3 separate regions of the Sus scrofa genome follow, and all the other regions are linked to region 3. The links are chromatin contacts, called in public Hi-C and HiChIP or PLAC-seq maps. All regions are on one chromosome and are shown on one strand. The core of a region is the stretch at or near the end of the contact, and the rest is flanking DNA. Distances in the headings are between cores, read along the strand shown. Region 1 holds the start of WSB1 (WD repeat and SOCS box-containing protein 1). Region 2 holds the start of KSR1 (kinase suppressor of Ras 1). Region 3 has its middle 57 kb from the start of NF1.

Region 1 (3,666 bases), core at 860-3,359, 74 kb before region 3:
GGCTCTATCCCTGGCCCCGCTCAGTGGGTAAGGATCCAGCATTGCCATAAGCTGTAGTGTAGGTCGCAGACAGGCTCGGATCCTGCGTTGCTGTGGTGGAGGCCTGGAGGCCGGCAGCTGTAGCTCCGATTAGACCCCTAGCCTGGGAACCTCCATATGCTTCAGGTGCAGCCCTGAACAGCAAAAAAAACCCCCAAAAAACAGCGTCGGGAGTTCCTGTTGTGGCTCAGCAGAAATGAACATGAGGATACAGGTTCAAACCCTGGCTCCACTTAGTGGGTTAAAGCATCTGTTGCTGCTGTGAGCTGTGGTGTAGGTCACAGACAAGGCTGGGATCTGGCATGGCTGTGGCATAGGCTGGCAGCTGTAGCTCCAGTTTGACTCCTAGCCTGGGAACTTCCATATGCTGCAGGTGTGGCCCTAAAAAGCAAAAAAGCCAAACAAAAAACAACCCAGGGTTAAAGCCCCCTCCTAACTTGCCATCCAACTGTATCCCTAAGAGGACAAAAGTCCAGAATTCTAAGATAGCTGTCTCTAAATATAAGAATTTACCAACATACAGTATAGGGGGCCTTTTAGCTATTGTTTCTCCCTTTCTCTGGAAATACCTCCTGCCAGTGTTTAATAAAGGCATACATTTAGTTGAAGAATAAGGAAATGCAAAGGCTCTCAGCTCAGTAGCTACCTCCAATTTTCATTTATTTAACAGCGGTAATTTCAGTGCTGGGCTTTGAGAAAGGGTGGGGAGATGCTAAATCTATTTTAATAAAAACTGCATATATTTAAATAAGGTGTATAACTTGACTTGCTAAGTTTAAATGTTTAGTAACACATCAATCAATGATTAGCACCCCCAACTTCCCCCAAAGTTGTTCCAGTTATTTCACCTTGTGAGAGGACTTAAAAAAATGTGAGGTGTTTTCCACTGAGCCACTGGGTACGTCCTGACACAGGACCGCCAACATCTATCAGCCGGTTTTCAGCTCGGCAGGGCTGGCCGCTAAGCGTTTCTAGACAGCCTTTTCAAGAGTTTGCTCCTCCGTAGATGAGCTTTTCTTCGGTCACTCCACCCAACCACCCTGCTCCTCCCAACTCTTAAGTGCACGAAAGATAACTGAGACTCCTCCCCTGAGCCGCCTGCTGCCTTTCTTAACGCCACACCAATTAAAAAAAAAAAAAAAAAATATATATATATATTGCTTTTTCCAGGCTGAAGGCAGCTCTTCGGCTGCACTTCCCCTTATAGTGATTGGTATACACGAAGACCCATCCTTTCATAACAGCTCAGAACACACAAGTGTACTTTTCCCCACTGGAAACTTGTAAGCGTCCCGAAGACTTACCCAGCCCGCTCCGGCCCACTCCAGGCCCCAACCCCCGAGCCAAGAGAATCCCTGCAGAACAGCCCTGCGCAGACCTCCGATGAGACAGCTAGGATCCCCACGAGTGTGTATCCATCCCGGGCCACATGATCACTACAGCCCTCCACTCGGCGCCCAGAATCTCTTTGCCTCTAAGATCCGCGCACTGCCTTCCGCCGTGCCCGGCGCACAGTAGGCGCGGCATCAAGGCTGAACCCATTTACCCTCAACGACACCCACTCACAGGGCCGCTTCTTCCCTCTGCGCTCTAAGGCTTGGCTCAGGCTCACTCCACTTCCTCAGACTCAGAGCCTCCTCGGGAGAGTCCCTGCCTCTCCTAAACTCCCGCGGGCTCACCGGCACCCCTCGCCCATCGTCCCATTCCTCACCGATCTCTTTCTCGTTGACCCTCGGGGGAAAGCTGGCCATCTATGGGGTACCGTCCGATTCCGGGGAAGCGATGCGGACGCAACGACAGAGAAGGGAAGGTTGAGCGCCGAGGGGCGTGACGCGGTCTGGGTCCCTCCCGGTCCCAGGGACGGAGGGGAGGGGCGGGGCGGTCGCGGCGGCTTCTGCCGACTGCCCCGGGAAAGCTCCGGAGGCCTCGGACCAAACTACGGCGTGAAACACAAACAATAGCCCCTGCTCCCTGCCTCACGCCCACGGAGTCAGACACTTCCCTCTACGCCGCGGACAGCAAACGAGACACTGGAGACAAAATGGCGGTCGGCGCGGTTAATATCAGGGATGCGGGGCGGGGTCTGGTGACGTAAAAGCGCTATGCCCCGCCTCCCGACGTTCGGGACGTGACGGCCAAGGCTTGGTGCCCCGCCCTCCCGCCGGGTGCTCTAGGGCGTTGTCCTGGGGACTGGACCTGGGAGCCGGAAGAGGGCGGGGGCGGTAGAGGAGGGGTGCGACCCCAGTCCAGGCCCAAACGCCGGGCTGGAGCCTACTGACTGCTTTTAACTGCGTCTCTTTTTTCGGCCGGGGGCCCAGCATGGTGTTTATAACTTGAAGCGCCTTTAAAAAGGCAAATAGAGAATTGTGTAATACACGTTAGCCCACAGTGTAAAGATTGCGTGGCATTTAAGCTGACTGAACTGAAAAGAACAAAAAAAGGCATTCCAGACTTCAATTCTATTTGGCCTCTTCCCCGGCCCTCAAATGGCAGGGAACTGGGGGTGGCACTGTTGAAAACAATGAGATGACATCGCTCTGTACCACATGTCCGGCCGTGAGCGTTCTTATGAGAGCTAGCAGATTTTTGGAAGGGCCGAAGTGACCCGGCTTGAGGAAGGGGGAGACCTGGGCTGGATGGTGTCCTGCCCCACCACAAGGCCTCCTGGGGCTGCCTTCGTCCTGGCTAATCCCTGCAGCCGGCCTGCCCGGAGGCTGCAGCGAGGCTGGCGGTCGGCTGTGTCCTGACCACTAGCCGAGGCAGATCCCACCGTGTCTGCTTAGAAGCGGCCCATTCTGCAAGGCTGCTTTCCAAGGTCTAGGCCTCTGGGAGGCAGCTAGCTATTTACACTGCAGTGCTGATAAATGTGTGTGTATCTGCCAAAAGCCAAGTTGGTTCCATTCAAAGACGATATCTTTGCATTTTAATGGGTTCTTCTGTGGGCATTAAACCTAGTTCCAAAGGAAGACGTCTAAGGCTGGGAATTTCAAATATGCAACAGACACCAATGGGAGAGGAGTTGTGCCTAGCCAGACTCTTTCGAGAGATCTCAAATGACAGCACCTACAGCATGACTTCTTCATCTTTTTCTTTGCATAAGGATAAGTCTTCCAATAGTGAAATATTTAATAACAGGTACAAGAAATCATCCCCCTCTCCTTTTTTTTTTGTCACATACAGTCAACATATTTATTGATGGCTTACTTTGTGCCATACACTGAGGCTAGTTGTCAAATATCTAGAGTAGAACAAAAGAAAATAGTGCAGTCTAGTATCTTCAATAGCAACATTTCTATCAGTCCCTGTTGATTCTTTAAACCAACTGCTATTTCCTCTCTTCACATGTACTGTATCTACTGTTACAAAGTCATGGGAAATACCAGTTCTTTAAGTGCCTGCATTGTTTTGGTGGCTTTTTCATACAATTGTTTAATTCCATTGTAATTTATTACTGCTAGCCAACAGACTTCCAGACCATTTCTCAACTGGCAAAGTATGACAATGGAATGAAAAATAATTTTAATGATTTATGTACTCATTAGTGATACTGTCTAATATTTATTGGGTCAGGTACTGTGCCATATAAGGGCTTCTGTGGATTAACCCATTTAATATCCACGCCAGTAT
Region 2 (4,144 bases), core at 218-2,717, 120 kb before region 3:
CACAACCGGAATCCCTACAGAATCTAAAATATGATACACACACAAAAATGACACAAATGAACTTATCCACGAAACAGAAACAGACTCACAGACATAGAGAACAGATTTGTGGTTGCCGAGGGGAAGGAGGGGTAGAGAGGGGGAAATTGGGAAGTTGGGACTAGCAGATGCGAACTATTATATATAGAATGGATAAATGACAACGCCCTACTACACAGCACAGAGAACTACACTGAATATCCTGTGATAAACCATAATGGAAAAGAACGTGAAAAAGAATATATACACATATAACTCGATCACTTTGCTGTACAGCAAAAATGAATACAGCATCGTAAATAAACTATATCTCAATAAAATAAATTACAAAAAAGAAAAAAATCTTCCCCTTTAATCCTTCAGGCCTGCTCTGACAGGCCTAGATCCTAGAGTAAAATCAGCCTAGGCAATAGTAATGGCTAAAATTCACTCATTCATTCATTCATTCAATTCATTCAACAAGTATTTCCTGGGTTCCTAGTTTTCACCAGACAGTTTTCTAGATGTTAGAGATACAGCAGTGCCCAAAGAAAGACAACAGACAGAATCTCTGCCTTCATGGAGCCCAAATTCTGGAAGAGTCTCTAGTGCTTATCAGACGCCAAGCTCTGCTATAAGCATCTTCTGAGTCCGAACTCATTTAATCCTCACAATAACTCTGTACGTTATTATACACCCAGTTTACAGGTGAGGAAATTGAGGCAACAAGATAAGGTACCTTACCTGGTAATAATAATGACCATCATTTCCTGCGTCCTTTCGCCACGTCAGCCGTGGGGGGAAGGGGAGGTATTTTACTGGAATGAGTCTCCCTGCCTCCTGGGAGCCTGGAGGGAAAGCAGAGGAGAGAGGCACCCATCCAGAGGGGCCGGCACTGGGCGCAGAGGGACACCTCCTTGCAAAGCCAGTCAGCTGGGTGCTCAGTCCACGCTGGGGCTGGGTCACCACCCAGTAACTTCAGGCTCCACCTGGGAAGCAAGTGGAGCCCTCAGCTTCTGTAGCTTCCAGGGGGTGACACTGTTTCAGGGCCCAGAAATGATCCGAATCTGGGAAATATTATTGTCTGCAAACCTTGTACTGGAAACATCACGGGGGAGCAGGTTGGCAGCGAGGAGGGAAAAATTAATACCTGCGTGTCTGCAGGGAAAATCACGGGCCTGGGGGGCCCAGAGTGCTGAGTTCCAGTCCCGCGCCTCTCAGGATGGGCTGCTCTGCCTTGTCAAAACACACCCCTCTCCCAGGTCCGGATTTCCCCATCTGTGACCGTTCGGGGTCTGATTTCGGGCAGAGGGTAGGCAAGAGCAAGGTCAGAGGTCTTGTTCTGCTTCCCCTGCTCCTCATCAGCCAGGGAAGGGGGTCCCGGGGGTGGGGGTGGAGGGCGGCCAGGGAAGCGGGCTCCGGCTCTGCTCGCGCGTCCGGGGAAGGCGGGCTCGGCCGCCCCCTGCCGGCCGGGAAGCTCCCAGCGGCCCGAGATCCAGGTCTGCTGAGCTGGGCACTGGATTATGTCACTCGGGAGAAAGGAAATGAGTCATCACCCCCCGGGGGCCTTAGGGCGGCCGGGCCAGTGAGGAGTCGCGGCCACAGGAACCCGGGACAATGGCGGGAAGTGAGAGGAATGTGGGCCTGGCTGCAGCAGCGCGGGCCCCCTCCGTGACCCCTGACCCCAACCCAGCAGAAAGCCTCACACTCCGGGGGGGATAGCTGGGGGCGGGAGGGCAGTTGGAGGCAGCCGGGTGGGGTGGCTGGAGGACGATGGGGTAAAGCCATATGGGGGCGCCCCAACCTGAAGAACCGGCAGGTCATCTTTCCATCGGCCTAGCCCGGCCCCCTAGTGGCTCCCCATTGTCCCTGGAATAGTGCTCAAACTTGACGGAAGATCAGAATAATCCCATGGGCTGGTTAAAACCCAGATCTCCAGGCCCCCCACCAGAGTAGGTCAGGGCTGGGGCAACAGCAGTGCATTTTTAACAAACTCCTAGTAGCTGATGCTGAGGCAGGAGTCCTGGGACCACGACCCAAGCCACTTAGCTGGCCTATTGTTCTGTGTGTCCAGCCTCACCTCTCTCCACTTCCTACCTCCTGCACACATGCTCTAGCAAGACTCAACTACTTGCTCTTTGCTATTTCTTTCTTCTGTGTGTTTACACTGGCTGTTTCCTTTGATGGAAATACCTTCCCCTCATTTCACTGCTGCCCAAACTGGCTGACTTCTACCAACACTTAAAAATCTCCTCCATGATGTACATCAAAGGGCACAAATAACAGAGTGAAGAGGCCGCCCACAGGTCAGGAGAAAATACTTGCAAACTCTACACGATAAGGGGTCGCTATCCAGAATATATAAAGAACTCCTATGAACCAACAACCAAAAAACACGCCACAGGATTTTTAAACGGGCAAAGGATTTGAATAGACATTTCTCCAAAGAAGATCCAGGAATGGCCCATAAGCCCAAGAAAACATACCCGATATCGCTAATCTTTAAAGAAATGCAAATCAAAACCGCAATGAGATACCACTTCACCCATTAGGATAGCTATTATGGAACACCAAGTCATCTGAAGTGTTGAAAAGGATGTGGAGAAACTGGAACACTTGTGCACTGTTGGCGGGGACGCAAAATGGTGTGGCTGCTGTCAAAAACAGTATATGGTGGTTGCTCAAAATGAGGAATATGATCCAGTGATTCTATTTCTGCATATATACCAGAAAGAATTGAAAGCAGATACTTGAAGAGATATTTGTACTCCCATGTTCATAGCAGCTTTATTCACAGCAGCTAAAAGGCAGAAGAAATCCAAGTATCGATTGACTGAAAGGATAACAAAATGTGGAGTATAAATACAATGGAATATTATTTAGACTTAAAAAGGAAGGAAATTCTGCAGTTCCCACTGTGGCGGATCCAGCCTTGCAGCAGCTGTGGCATAGGTCACAGCTGCAGTTTGGATTTGATCCCTGGCCTGGGAACTTTCACATGCTTAGGGTGCTGCCCCCCCCCAAAAAAAAGGAAGGAAATTCTGACACATAATACAACATAGACGAACCTTGAAGACATGAAGCTAAGTGAAATAAGCCAGTCACCAAAGGACAAAAATGATAAGTTTCCACTCATAGGAGGTACCGAGGCAGTCAAATTTTAGAGGCAAAAGAATTGCCAGGGGCAGAGTGGGGAAGGGGAGGTTGGGGAGTTACTGTCTAATGGGTAGTTTCAGTTTTTCAAGTTGAAGCATTCTGGGGACGGATGGTAGTGACAGTTGCACAGCAGGGTGAGTGTACTTAGAGCCACTGAACTGTACACTTAAAAATGGCTATGACGATAAATTTTAGGTCATGTGTATTTCACCATAATTAAAATTGGAATTTAATTAAAATTAAAACAGTCTCCCTGGCAGCCTCTGAGTGCCTGCTTCCCTTCCCCTTCCAGAAAAGATCAGGCCTTCTTATTTGCTCCCAACATACCTAATACCTCCAGGAAAGCACGTGTCACACACTGCAGAGGTTTTGGCATTTATTTTTGTTCACACATTTATTGTTAAATGGACAGTGGGCTCCTTGAGGGTGGAAAACCGCTCAATTCTTTGCCCTCCGCACATAAAAAAGTGAGGTGAAGAGTTCCATCTGTGGTGGGGTGGGTTAAGAATCCGACTGCAGCAACTTGGGTCACTACTAAGGCACAGGTTCAATCCCCAACACAGAACAGTGGGTTAAGGGATCAGGCATTGCAGCAGCTGTAGTGTAGGCCACAGCTGCAGCTCAGATTCAACCCTGGCTGGGGAACTTCCATATGCTGTGGGTATAGTCATAAATTTTAAAAAAAAATGAGGCGAGAATTTAGTAAAGCTTTGACCCACAAATGGATGAGGGATGAAGGTCAAGGATGAGTGGATGTGTAGGTGGGTGGATGTGTAGGTGGATGGACGAATTAACAAACGTGTGGGTAGATGGATAGCTGAGCCCAAAGGGTAAAGCGGCCCACCCCTGCAATCACTCTGGCATTTTGCAATGGAATGGGAGCCTGTCCCGAGGGACCTGGCACTGTGGGGTCGACAGCTCAGACACTTTTCCAAATCTGGACATGAGTTTTGAGCAGAAGCCCTTAGCC
Region 3 (3,595 bases), core at 252-2,751:
TGGAAGGAAGTTCCCAAGCTAGGGGTCAAATCACCACAGCTCACCGCAACACCAGATCCTTAACCCACTGAGGGAGGCCAGGGATTGAACCTGCGTCCTCATGGATACTAGTTGGGTCCGTAACCACTGAACCATGCCAGGAACTTCCTAGGTACCTTAATTTTAAAAAAATTTTTTTTGTTTGTTTTGTTTTGCTTTTTATTGAAATAGAGTTAATTGACAATATTTTCGATGTACAGCAAAGTGATTTAGTTATACATATATATTCCAGCGTTTCATCATGTTTTTGCCGATGGAGGGTCTTGCCGGGATGTTGTTGGCTGTTGACTGATCAGGGTGGTGGCTGCTGAGGGTTAGAGTGGCTGTAGCGATGTCTTGAAATAAGGCAACAATGATGTTCTGTGTATCAATCGACTCTTCCTTTGAGGAATGATTTCTCTGTAACATGCAATGCTGTTTGATAGCATTTTATCCACTGTAGAATTTCTTTCAGAATTGGAGTCAGTCTTCTCACACCCTGCCACTGCTTTATCCACGAAGTTTATGTAACATTCTAAATCCTTTGTGGTCAATTTCAACAATCTTCACAGCATCTTCACCAGGAATAGATTCCATTCTCAGATACCACTTCCCTTGCACCCAGCTGCAGGGCCGCACGCTCATTATTCCTTTTGGAACATGTTGCTGCAAACCTTCAATTTGTAAAAAGTGCAATATCTGCAGGGCACCATAGAGCGAAGAGCAATAAAATGAGGTTTGCTGGTGCAGGGAGAGAGGGATTCGTTTTGAGGAACTGGCTCACGTGATTGTGGAGGCTGGTGAGTCCAAAATCTGCAGGGTAGGCAGGAGACTGGAGACCCCGGGGGCGGGGGAAGGGGGGGGTGGTTGCAGCTTAAGCCCCGTGTGGTTGGCTGGCAGAATTCCCTTTTCTTCAGGGGAAATTGGTCTGTTTTCTATCGAGGGCTTTGAATGATTGGCTGAGGCTCACCCACATCTTGGTAATCTGCTTCACTAGAAGTCTAGTACTTTAAATATTAATCTCATCTAGAAAATGCCTTCACAGAAACATGGAGAAATAGTGTTTGACCAATATCTGGGTACCGTGACCTAGCCAAGCTGACACATGAAATTGACCATCACACATGAGTCTCAGAAAAAGGTGAGGAAGGTTTAAATGAATGTATACCCAGCTATAGCCACAGTGTGACCTTGGACAGGCCCTTGCCCTTTGAGGTCTGAGTTCCCTTATTTGTAGGATGAAGGAAATTTTGTTTGTTTGTATGTTTTCACAGAAGTCTGAGCATTATTTAATTATCTTTAATAACCTTTAAAAATCAGCTCGTAAATGCATTTTAGGTAGTTTCACTTCTGCACCTGCTGTGGTGACGTTTGTTCCGATACCATCCCCCCCAAGGAAGTGGTTCCCCAGGGGAGCAAGGCCTGAGAAAGGAAGGGACAGCCCTCTTCTGCCTGTCCCACAACTCTGTGACAGGCACACAGCTGGCCTGGCCTGAGACAGGGCAGGAAGAGGCCACAGGGCTGAGTGCAGGGGCAAAGTGCCAGGGTCCCGAGTGGCCTGGCCTCCAGCCACCTGCACTTGTGTCTGTTGTTGGTTTTGTCATTAAAAAAATTAAGCAACAATTCCTGGTGGGGACCAGGTATCGTACTGTCTTCTGTTAACTGCTTGAGTTGGGTGATCTCTAAGGGTTTGGGAGTAAAATAGGAAGATAAGTATAAGAATTGAATTTATCCCTTCCCAGGTCCTCCTGGAGAATTTCCCATAGAGTTTAAAATGGTGAGAGGAGTTCCCATTCGTGGCACAGCCGAAACGAATCCGACTAGGAACCATGAGGTTTCGGGTTCCATCCCTGGCCTCACTTAGTGGGTGAAGGATCCGGCGTTGCCGTGAGCTGTGGTGTAGGTCGCAGACGAGGCTTGGATCTGGTGTTGCTGTGGCTGTGGTGTAGGCTGGCAGCTGTAGCTCTGGTTCTCGACCCCTAGCCTGGGAACCTCCATATGCCTCGAGGGCGGCCCTAAAAAGCACAAACGCAGAAAAAAATGGTGAGAACTTCCATCAGGCGTGGAGACCAGGAAGGGAGCTCTTTACGGGTTTCCTACCCAGCACCCATCTCCAGCTTACTAGCAGCATTCCGGTGTTCCTTCAGGTTCCCCTCTCCCTTACATTGTCATGTGCTTCCAGAGGGCTGACCTCATGCTCAGCACCAGCTGTAGGCCTGCTTGGCTTAAGGGGACTTCTATCTTCCTGCCATTTTTTAAAATTTAATTTTTATTTTATATTGGAATATAGTGGATTCAGCTACACATATACACATATCCATCCTTTTTCAGATTCTTTCCCCATATAGGTCATTACAGATTATTGAGTAGAGTTCCTTGAGTTGTACAATAGGTCTTTGTTGATTATTTTATATGTAGTAGTATGTGTATGTTAATCCCAAACTCCTAATTTATCACCCCCCCCCCCCACACACACACACGACTGCCACATTTCCCATTTGGTAACCATGAGTTTATTTTCTGTCTGTGAGTCTCTTTCTGTTTTGTAAATAAATTCATTTGTATCATTTTAAATTATTTATTTATTTATTTTTGTCTTTTTGCCTTTTCTAGAGCCGCTCCCGCAGCATATGGAGGTTCCCAGGCTAGGGGTCTAATCGGAGCTGTAGCTGCCAGCCTACGCCAGAGCCACAACATCAAAGGATCCGAGCTGTGTCTGCAACCTATACCACAGCTCAAGGCAATGCCAGATCCTTAACCCACTGAGTAAGGCCAGGGATCAAACCTGCAACCTCATGGTTCCCAGTCAGATTTGTTAACCACTGCACCACGACAGGAACTCCCATGTATCATTTTTTAAAGACTCCGCATATTAGTGATATCATACGATATTTGTCTTTCTCTGTCTGACTTCATTTAGTATGATCATCTCTAGGTCCATCCATGTTGCAGCAAATGGTGTTACTTTATTCTTTTCATGACTGAGTAGTATTCCACTGTATATATGCACTGCATCCTCTTTATTGATTCCTCTGTCAGTGGAACATTTAGGTTGTTTCCATATCTTGGCTATTACAAATAGTGCTGCAAAGTACTTTGGGGTGCATGTATCTCTTTGAATTATGGTTTTCTCCAGGTATACACCTAGGAGTGGGATTGCTAAATCATATGCTAACTCTATTTTTAGTTTGTTTTTGTTTTTTTTTTGTCTTTTTTTTTTTTTTGCTATTTCTTTGGGGCCGCTCCCACAGCATATGGAGGTTCCCAGGCTAGGGGTTGAATCAGAGCTGTAGCCACCGGCCTACGCCAGAGCCACAGCAATGCGGGATCCGAGCCGTGTCTGCAACCTACACCACAGCTCACAGCAACGCCGGATCGTTAACCCACTGAGCAAGGGCAGGGACCGAACCCGCAACCTCATGGTTCCTAGTCGGATTCGTTAACCACTGCGCCACGACAGGAACTCCTATTTTTAGTTTTTAAAGGAACCTCCATACTGTTCTCCATAATGGCTGCACCAGTTTACATTCCCACCAACGGTGTAGGAGGATCCGTATCCTCTTTTCATTTGTTGGTT

Evidence for each region. A called contact is a pair of places that touch in the nucleus more often than the background predicts. HiChIP or PLAC-seq counts read pairs in DNA pulled down with a chosen protein or histone mark.
Region 1: a contact with region 3 is called in an H3K27ac HiChIP or PLAC-seq map of skeletal muscle. The contact joins the promoter of WSB1 here to the enhancer-like site in region 3. A contact is called at or near these places in 9 of 47 Hi-C or Micro-C datasets (adipocytes, adipose tissue, alveolar macrophages and 6 more) and 2 of 2 datasets of contacts at active chromatin or transcription factors (alveolar macrophages and skeletal muscle).
Region 2: a contact with region 3 is called in a Hi-C map of liver, with 3 times the contacts expected there. The contact joins the promoter of KSR1 here to the enhancer-like site in region 3. A contact is called at or near these places in 3 of 5 promoter capture datasets (fetal liver, fetal skeletal muscle and liver), 26 of 47 Hi-C or Micro-C datasets (adipose tissue, alveolar macrophages, blood and 14 more) and 2 of 2 datasets of contacts at active chromatin or transcription factors (alveolar macrophages and skeletal muscle).

What each region holds. Positions count from the first base shown.
Region 1 is chr12:43,883,558-43,887,223 of Sscrofa11.1, reverse strand. It overlaps WSB1 (WD repeat and SOCS box-containing protein 1), which reads right to left and starts at 2,109. Exons shown (of 9, transcript XM_021067462.1): 1 at 1,751-2,109. The coding sequence starts at 1,790.
Region 2 is chr12:43,924,545-43,928,688 of Sscrofa11.1, reverse strand. KSR1 (kinase suppressor of Ras 1) reads right to left here and starts at 1,467. Exons shown (of 19, transcript XM_021067472.1): 1 at 763-1,467.
Region 3 is chr12:43,809,062-43,812,656 of Sscrofa11.1, reverse strand. No RefSeq gene overlaps it. Among named protein-coding and RNA genes, the nearest start is that of NF1, 57 kb to the right of the region's middle. Within about 2 kb of position 1,501, at least 25 of the 83 cell types and tissues checked have an H3K27ac peak or open chromatin away from gene starts, as enhancers often do. A contact at or near this core is called in adipose tissue, alveolar macrophages, fetal liver and 5 more, where this site is marked.